Linked DNA regions of Mus musculus: all the other regions are linked to region 1. A link is a contact called in public promoter capture Hi-C data. All regions are on one chromosome and are shown on one strand. Each heading gives the region's core, a stretch centred on a gene start, on an enhancer-like site or on the middle of the called end of the contact. The rest is flanking DNA. Distances are from core to core; before and after follow the strand shown.

Evidence for each region. Promoter capture Hi-C pulls out the DNA fragments that hold promoters and counts their contacts.
Region 2: a promoter capture Hi-C map of liver shows a contact between it and region 1, with 2.2 times the contacts expected there. The contact joins the promoter of Slain2 here to the promoter of Usp46 in region 1. A contact is called at or near these places in 2 of 39 promoter capture datasets (liver and pre-B cells) and 1 of 115 datasets of contacts at active chromatin or transcription factors (pancreatic cancer cells).
Region 3: a promoter capture Hi-C map of pre-B cells shows a contact between it and region 1, with 2.6 times the contacts expected there. The contact joins the promoter of Tec here to the promoter of Usp46 in region 1. A contact is called at or near these places in 2 of 39 promoter capture datasets (liver and pre-B cells).

The regions. Positions count from the first base shown.
Region 1 is chr5:74,067,050-74,069,749 of GRCm38.p6, reverse strand. Usp46 (ubiquitin specific peptidase 46) reads left to right here and starts at 1,339. Exons shown (of 9, transcript NM_177561.3): 1 at 1,339-1,500. The coding sequence starts at 1,465.
Region 2 is chr5:72,913,088-72,915,787 of GRCm38.p6, reverse strand. Slain2 (SLAIN motif family, member 2) reads right to left here and starts at 1,426. Exons shown (of 8, transcript NM_001113423.2): 1 at 775-1,426. The coding sequence starts at 1,163.
Region 3 is chr5:72,867,116-72,869,815 of GRCm38.p6, reverse strand. Tec (tec protein tyrosine kinase) reads left to right here and starts at 1,368. Exons shown (of 19, transcript NM_001113460.2): 1 at 1,368-1,422.

The DNA of each region.
Region 1 (2,700 bases), core at 90-2,589:
GAGAAACACAGAGCTGGGTTGGATACCTGCTCTGTAAGCCTTATGGAGCTAACCATGTCTATTAACTAATCATGTAGAAGCTGGAAGAGTCGTAACTGACAGCAGTAAAAAAGAATGAAAGTAAAATTCAGGTAGAATGAGTCATTGTGAGCAGGAATATTAATCCTTCTACACACTGAAAAATACAGTATCCATGTGACCCGTCCCCCACCCTCACCCTTCAGTCAGTGGTTTTGTCTTCTATTTCCACCCCAGATCCTAGAAGAATTACCAATGGATGGATGGCTCTCATGTTATGTGTATAACCCTAGCCCCCCAGCCCCCAGTATGTTACTCTTGGCTAGACAGAGCTGTCTTCAATTATATTAATTTCTCTCCTAATTTAATTCTCCACAAAATACATTGGTTTGGGAATTTATCACGTTTCACATGCACAACTTCCCTGTGGAAAGCTTGGGACTGCAAACTTGTCTGCACAATTATTCCCCATGTTTGAAATGAACTCTTTCAGTTCTCACGAACATATCCCTCAAGTGGTGTGTACAGTGTGCACCCTGAGCCTGCAGTCTGGGCCTCCGCAGGAAGGTGTAAAAGCTCAAACAAAACTGAGATCAGGAGCTCCGAGGATGGGAGATAGGAAAGTTTTGTTTTGGTATTTCCTGGACAGCCTCTAGTACCGCCCAGAACCTGGCCATTTCCTCTGTACCTGCTAATGTCACAAATCTCCCGAGTGTGCCTGCTTAGACCCGGAATTCTTTCCTTTCTGGGAACCTTTCCCTAGGCAGCTGGGTTGCTGCTGGCTAGGGCTTTCTGGCCACGCCCATGTCCTGGTCTCATTTTACTTTTCGGGTTCCGGCGGATGCCATCTGGCTAGAACCCTGGAGAGAAACTTTAAAGTTGACTACACTCACCCTTAGACCCTTATTCATATCCTCCACTAGCTAATCCCTAACGCCCAAGGCTTGCTGGACACCAGCAGAAACGGGCAGAGGGAAACCGGGAAGCGAGCACGCCCGTGTCCCCGCGGTGTAGGTCCCCAGCCCAGTGCCCGGTACGGTCCTGGGTCCGGCGGAAAGGCCGCGGTGCTGGGTTTGCTCGGGGCTGGCCTTACGGTGCAGCTGGCACCGAGCGGGACCCTAGGGCAGAGGAGCAAGAACGGCTTCCAGTGGGGTCAGCCGAGCGGGTCCTGGCTGGCAGCGGGAGCATAGCAGTGGCCTCGGTTCCGCGCCTCCCGGCTCCGGGCTCCTCCTCCCGCCGGCCGCGGCCCGGGCTGCGTCGCTCCGCCACTCCCCGCCCCGCGCCGCCGCCCCGCCCTCGCCGCCGCCCGGCCTCGCTCGCCCAACCCCACTGCAAGCCGGCCCCAGGCCGCCTCGCCGCCACCCGGCCTCGCTGCGCGCCACCATGGACAGTCCCGTTTTCCCCTGGTAAAGATGGCGGTGCGCGATCGCTGCAACCTTTAGACTAATGACTGTCCGAAACATCGCCTCCATCTGTAATATGGTGAGTGGCCGCCGAGCCTCCGGGGGTCGCGCCCGCAGCGAGCCAGGCAAAGAAAGGGAACCCCGGGCTGGAGCTGCACGCGCGCCGCGGTCGTGGGGGCCGTGCGGCCAGAAGTTCCCGGTCCCGAGGCTGGGCCGGCTGACCGCAGTCCCCCCCACCTCTGTCCCAGCCGGGGACCCCGAGCGGATCCCAGGGATCCCCAGGGCGGCCCCATGCCCCCGCCCTCGAGTTGCGGTGCGGGTGGTGGGTGGGGGTGGAGGTGGAGGGTGCGAGGTGGCTGCACAGCGAAGTCCCGAGGGAGGACCATGAGGGTACGAGCCCGGAGTGGAAGGAAGCAAATCCTTCTGGTGCAGTAAATAAACCCTTACTGGACTCGCCGACTGTCCTCTGCTCCTTCTGGAGTTCAGCCTTGATTGTATTTAAGATTCACTTTGCAACAGCAGTGCTCTTACCAGGAGAAATTGGATAGACATGAAAGCTGTGACCAAAAAATAAAAAATAAATAAAAAATAAAAATTCCAAGTGAAGAATCTGGTTAGAGAGGTGAACTAAAACCTGGTATCGGAAAAGCATGGCAATTTGTTCTGGAGGCCTCAGTTTCCCCACCTGCATGCAGGAGATTATAAGGAGACAGGAACGTTTGCAGGCCCTGGGAGTGAGTGGCTGTAGGTGTGAGGAAGTCTGCAGGGGTTGTCCTGCCCCGCCTCCTCTCCTTTTAGCTTGGACACTGCCTGGTCTGTCTGATAGGGTGGGGGTCTGGGGGGGGGTGTTACCCAGCAGTCACTTTAATTTAGATTTCCCCCATTACTTTCCAGTTCTGTTTAGTTTCCTCGGGACCAGTTTCTAGCCCTTGGGGCCACTGAGTGTACTCAGCTAGCACCCCCACTTGTGGGAGCCATAGGGAGGTCAGGGGTAAGGCACTGGGGTGTGGGAGTTGAGGAGGGTGTGTGTTCTGCCTGTACTTTCTGTATCCTCACCCCCTTAGACCCCCTTCAAACTGGAACACTGTTTTTTTTTTTTTTTTTGTTTTGTTTTGTTTTTCCATTTTGGGGAATCCATCCCCGCCCCCACCCCCCTCCGCCACCAAGTTAGACAGTAATGCTAGCATCTAAAGGAAATCTGAGGAGGCCTGATTAAGTAGGCCTCAGGTAAGGTGATCTGGCTGCCCTTCCCCCATCACACAGCTCTTTAAATCTTCTG
Region 2 (2,700 bases), core at 177-2,676, 1.2 Mb after region 1:
TCAGCTCGTCAAGAGGTGCCTCGTGATAACTCCGGCTTTGGTCTAGATTTTTAACTAGGACCCTTTCTCTGCCTCCAGGATGGCAGGCACGGAAATGATAGTCAGCTTGGATAACTAACTATTGCTTCACGGCTCCGAAATTATGTCGTATGCAATTCTTGTTTTCCAATATAAAATTCAGGGTTCCCCGATCCACCACCGACTTCACACAAAGCAGCCCCATCCCTCTCCACTGCCCTCCTCACACAAAGCAAAGCTTTACTCCCCCCACTACCCAAAGGGGAGTGACGTCCACCCGGCCTCCCCACAAACATCCCCATCTCACTCCGGTCCAAAGCACTGCCTGCTAGTAGCTACTCTCTATGTCCCCGCACCTGGTTGTTACCTCTTGAAGCAGACCCCTCCCTACAATCCAAACCGCTCAGACCACCATCCGAAAGCCCGTCTTTCACACAAAGCAGGATCCCTTCCTACGAAGCAGCTTGGTACCCTCTGAGTGCTCTGAGCGTGCGGGCCCACGGGGGACTGTGCCAAGCCACAGATCCCATCTGGGTCCAGTTGGGTCCTGCACCCAGAGGTTCCACGACCCAGAGAACTAGCTACAAACCCGTTTCCAAGGCACGCCTCGAAACCCCCCAACTCCAGCGGACCTGCCCGCCCGCAGCAGAAACAGGCAAAAGCCAGCGTCCCCACCACAAGCCGAGCCCACCCTGCTTTCCCCCAGGGACACCCCTCCGCCCCGCAGGCCCACCGGGCCCAGCGCCCCGCGCTCACCAGCTCTCCTCTTCCTCCTCCCAGCCTGACAAGCGCTCCAGCTCGTCGGGCCGCAGCGGCTCTACCTCGTCCAGCAAGCCTCCCTCGCCGGCCGCCAGCAAGGAGGTGGCGTCCCGCAGGTCCTCGCTGCTGGTCCGTCGCGGGCCGGAGCCCGCCCCGCCGCTGGCCTTGGCGCCCAGGCCCAGCGGGAAGCCCCGAGGGGACGCCGCGCCCGACGAAGGGGTGGACACGCCGACCCGAGCTGGGCTGCCGGGCCCGAGGAGGCCTGCACCCTGCACGGCTCCCGAGCGGCTCCTCAGCTGCTCGTTCTGCTTCTCCAGCTTCTTCACCAGCTCCTGCAGCTTCCGCACCTCCTGGTCCGCGTTCACATTGGAGTTAACGTCCTCCATGCCGGCCGCGCCGCCCGCTCCGACTCCCCAAGCCGCAGGGGAAGCGCGGGGTCGGGGGGAAAGAGAGGCGTTACCGCCACCGCTCACGCTAGCCGAGGCGCCGGCATAGAGCAGGGCCAGGCCCCACCGCCAGGGTCTCCCCGGCTCGGGTTGCGAAGCGCCGCTGGCCCCAGCCGAACCGCCTCATCTGCGCCGGCTCCGCGACTGGGGGAGGCGGCGCCAATATCCGGCCTCGGCAGCCATCTTCCCTCCGTCCCTCCGCCCCCTGCCGGCCAGCCCGGTCGGTGACCTCAGAGCGTCGGGGGAGGACGTGGCCGCCCGCGGGCTGAAAGAACTAAGCGCCCGGCTCGCGGTGGGGCGGGGCTGGAGGCGGGGCCTGAAACGGGACAGGGCCCGGAGGGGCGTGGTCATTGTTTGGGGCGGGGCCCCGGCCGGAAGGGGTGTGGTGGGCGCCGGCAAAGGTGGGCAGGGCCCGGCCGGGCTGGGCTAAGCTATCGCTGGAGTTTTGCCCTGGCCGCCTACCCTCCCCAAAGCTCATCGCGGGCGGGTGTGAGACCCAGAACCGGACTCTGGCTCCGGCTCCGACTCGGGCTCGGGCTCGGGTTCAGCCCCGCCCTAGGCGTCTGTGCGGAGACTCGCGGTCGGACGGCCCCGCCTGGTCGCATGGACCGTTCCCTTGGTTTGTTTGGCAATACTGAGTTGGTTCCTGCTTGAAACCGGAGACTGTCGGAGCTGGCAGCAGCCCCAGAGACCATCTGTGGCTCGTCCGTTCCATCCCCTGAAAATGAGAACCCGAATCCCGAATGGTTCAGAGCTCGGAAGTCAAAATGATAACCGTAATTTGTTGAGTGGTTCCTATAAGCCAGACACTGCGCTAAGCACTTTTAAAGGCATTATTTCATCCGTTTAAAACACGTGGGCAGGGGTTGTTTTGTTTCGTTGGCTTAAGGTTTACAGGTCCAGAGACAAGAGGATGATGGAAAACACTTCTGTACTAATCTTTCAACGGTAGTAATTAATGTGCATTGTATTCCTTGGGTTCTCCCTTCGCCCCCAAAAGACTTTTTAATAGTATGTCTTGACTTTTTGGGTTTTTTGAGGCAAGGTTTCTCTGTGTATTCCTGGCTGTCCTGAGACACGCTCTGTAGACCAGGCTGACCTCGAAAAACTCATCCTCTGCCTTTTTTTCAAAAGCTGGGATTAAAGGCATATGCTCCTTGAATTTTTTTTTTTAACTTGTACATGAAAAGTATTCAAGCAACCCGTTGACAGGCAATAGAGAATGTTGAGGGGTGGTAAATGTAAAATTCTGCCCTCGGTGGCATCTGTTTATAATGCGTACTGGTGGAAGCGACTGCAAACAAAACTTAAACGCTTTTTTTCTGTCATGTTGGCTCACTCTTCCACAGTTGTCAGTTGTGAGCTGCTTGGTTTACTTATACGGTAAGCAGCCAACCGTGCCTGGTCTCTCAAATTTTTGGCTGATGTTTGCAGTTGACTCCAATTGCCTCCTCCACCCTCGAACCAGTCTTATTAC
Region 3 (2,700 bases), core at 119-2,618, 1.2 Mb after region 1:
TCCTCATCAATCTCTCTTTCATTACCCCAGTTTATTTCAGCCAAGACATTTCTCACCTGTGAAATGGTTTCTTTGCTTACCGGTATATTGGTTTTCTCCCTATGTAAAGGCTCCACTGTGGAGGTCAGAGGCTAAGTGTCTTTCTCAATTGCTCTCTTCCATATTATTTGAGATAAAGTCTTTCATGGAACCCGGAGCTGGCCAGTTGGGCTAGATTGACTGGCCAAGCTATGCTTGGTTCTGCCTCCAGCTCTGGAGTACAGGTGAAAAACAGCTTCCTTCCTTCCTTTCTTTCTCTTCCCTTTTTCTTTCTTTCTTTCTTTCTTTCCTTTTTTTTTTTTTTTAAAAACATGGGCTCTACCTGATCAACCTTCGGCATAGCAAGCATTTTACAAATTAATTTCTCTCTCCATCCCAAAGGCGAACTCAGTCTTTTATTCCCATGGACTATTATGAACATTACAGTCCTATCCTGTGTCTCTCTCCTTCTGAGAGGTCCTCATATCCCTGCCCTGGCTGGCCTGGAAACCACTATGTTTACCAGACTGGCCTTAAATGCTTAGAAATGGGCTTGCCTTTGCCCTCTCAGCTGGAATAAAATATGTGGGCCACCATGCCTGTCTGACAGTACAGGATGGATGAGATCAGATAACAGTGGCTAAGACTCAAGACTACCATCAAAGACAACTTAGACTTGAAAGTAGGGAATCAAACCCAGGGCCTTGTGCATGTTAAGCAAACATTGTACCACTGATCTACAGCCCCAGCCTTTCCAGGACAGCTTCTCAGTTAGCTAGCTAGCTAGGTGACAAACGGCACGTTCTTTCCTGGAGTCTAAGAATTTTACAGTATTTAAAGTGAATAACTTGAAGGTTGTTTTCATTATTAGTGTATCAACAGTAATAATGTAAGTGGGTGACCCTATGCTAGGCTCTGATGCTTCAGGCTTGTCAGTCAAGCCACCCATTCTTCTATCACCCCAGAGCACAGCATCATCCGGTTTCGCCCGCGAGGGGCTAAGCGGAAGTGGAGGTCGGTTCTTAGCCACCCACAAGTGCTATTGCTACCGGCTCTCCGAGCCGGGGACGAAGGAGCATTTTTCTGGACGGTTCTCTTAGGATGGGAAGTCCGGACTTAGAGAGACCCCACGCCGCGTCTGTCTGGATAAGAGACGCTCCCTGGAACTTCGGCCGCAGGACCGCGAGCTCCGATTCTTCCCTTTGGCTTTGAAATCGCGGAAGGAAGGTGGGACACTGGCGCTGTGGGCAGCGGAGGGCAGAGGCGGCGCGGCGAGGGGGCGGGGCCAGGGAGGAGCCGGGCGGTGGGCGTGGCCGATGGGTTTGGTCAGCGCTTGCCGAGCTCCGGGCTCCGCAGTTTGGACGTCGCTCTGTCTTGGCTTGTCTCGGCACGCGCTCCGTCAAGGTAAGAACCAAGGGACTCTCGGCGCTCACGGAGTTGGCCTCCACCTGCGGGAGACTGACCTTAGTGGGATTAGGGAGGATTTTTCTACCCTTCTCACGGAGGTGAGAGCGGACTCTCTGCGTCAGGTCAGAGGCCCGTCCCCCTTGGGCCAGGAAGAAGGGACAGGTGCGCTCCCCTGATGGCCGCGCCTTCCCCGGTGGCTGCAGATCTGAGCCCTTTTGGACTTGGTATCTGAGCCGAGAGGACTCGCGATTGAGTTCCTTTCCCAGTTGAGCGGCAGGGGGCCTTTCTTCTTTCTGCTTGTCCCGCGGTAAAGTTCGAATCCAGGAAGACAGTCCACAGTTGCTTGTGCCCGAGCAGGTGCACGTACTTCTTTAGCTATTTTTCTCTTCTGGAAAGTGGTATCTGGATCTTGATAAACAGGGACTCGAAGAATCAAAGTGGGAAAAACTACGTGGACCTTGTCCCGAGACTGTGCAATTTCCCCTGGATCTGACATTTCTTAACTTTTTCCTGTCGTTGGCGAATATGTTTCTGTGTACCAGGTCCCATTCGGGCTTATCTTTGGAAAGTGGAATATTTGGTTAGAAGAGTTGATCGCAGTGTTAAATTGGGACAACTGGGTGGCTGGCTTGGTTAAGTGGGTTTGGAGCCTATCCAGACAGAATAGTTGCATGCTTTAAGCAGAGGTTTTACATTTTTCCAGTGAGTTCCCATTTTCCTCTAAGGAAACTCTGACAACCTATTCCCGTCTATATAATTCTTTTACAGAGCCGAGGCGCGGTAGGAGGAAGCATCGAGTCTCCTAAGTAAGATTTGGGATTTAATAGCTGAGTGATCGACACTGTAGCTCTGTGGTCTATAGACTCAAAATAAGGAAGAGCTTGATTTTTTTCCGCGAGGCGGGGGTTGGGGGGAGCTGTGGCTAAACTTACACATTAAGTATTTGAAAACATCCATGTCGTCCAGTTACATTTTCATTGTTTAAGACAGACCTATCTTTTCGCCATACACTTATGAATCCGATCACTATTCCTCTCCTTGCCAGCTCAGGGGTGCTTTCTGTAGGGTGCCTATGTAAATCACCCTCGTTCTTCCCACAAGGGTGTGTGCCTTCGGGTTTGTGGAATTGTGTGGGGACAGGTATTGTAAACACATGCAAATCAGTGAAGCGCTCTAGTAGGCGATACCTTTGCCCTACATGGATCTTTGGCCTAGAGTTTCCCTCTCTTTCTAGATTGGAAAGAATCTAGGGTGGGAATGCAAGGTTTAGCATTG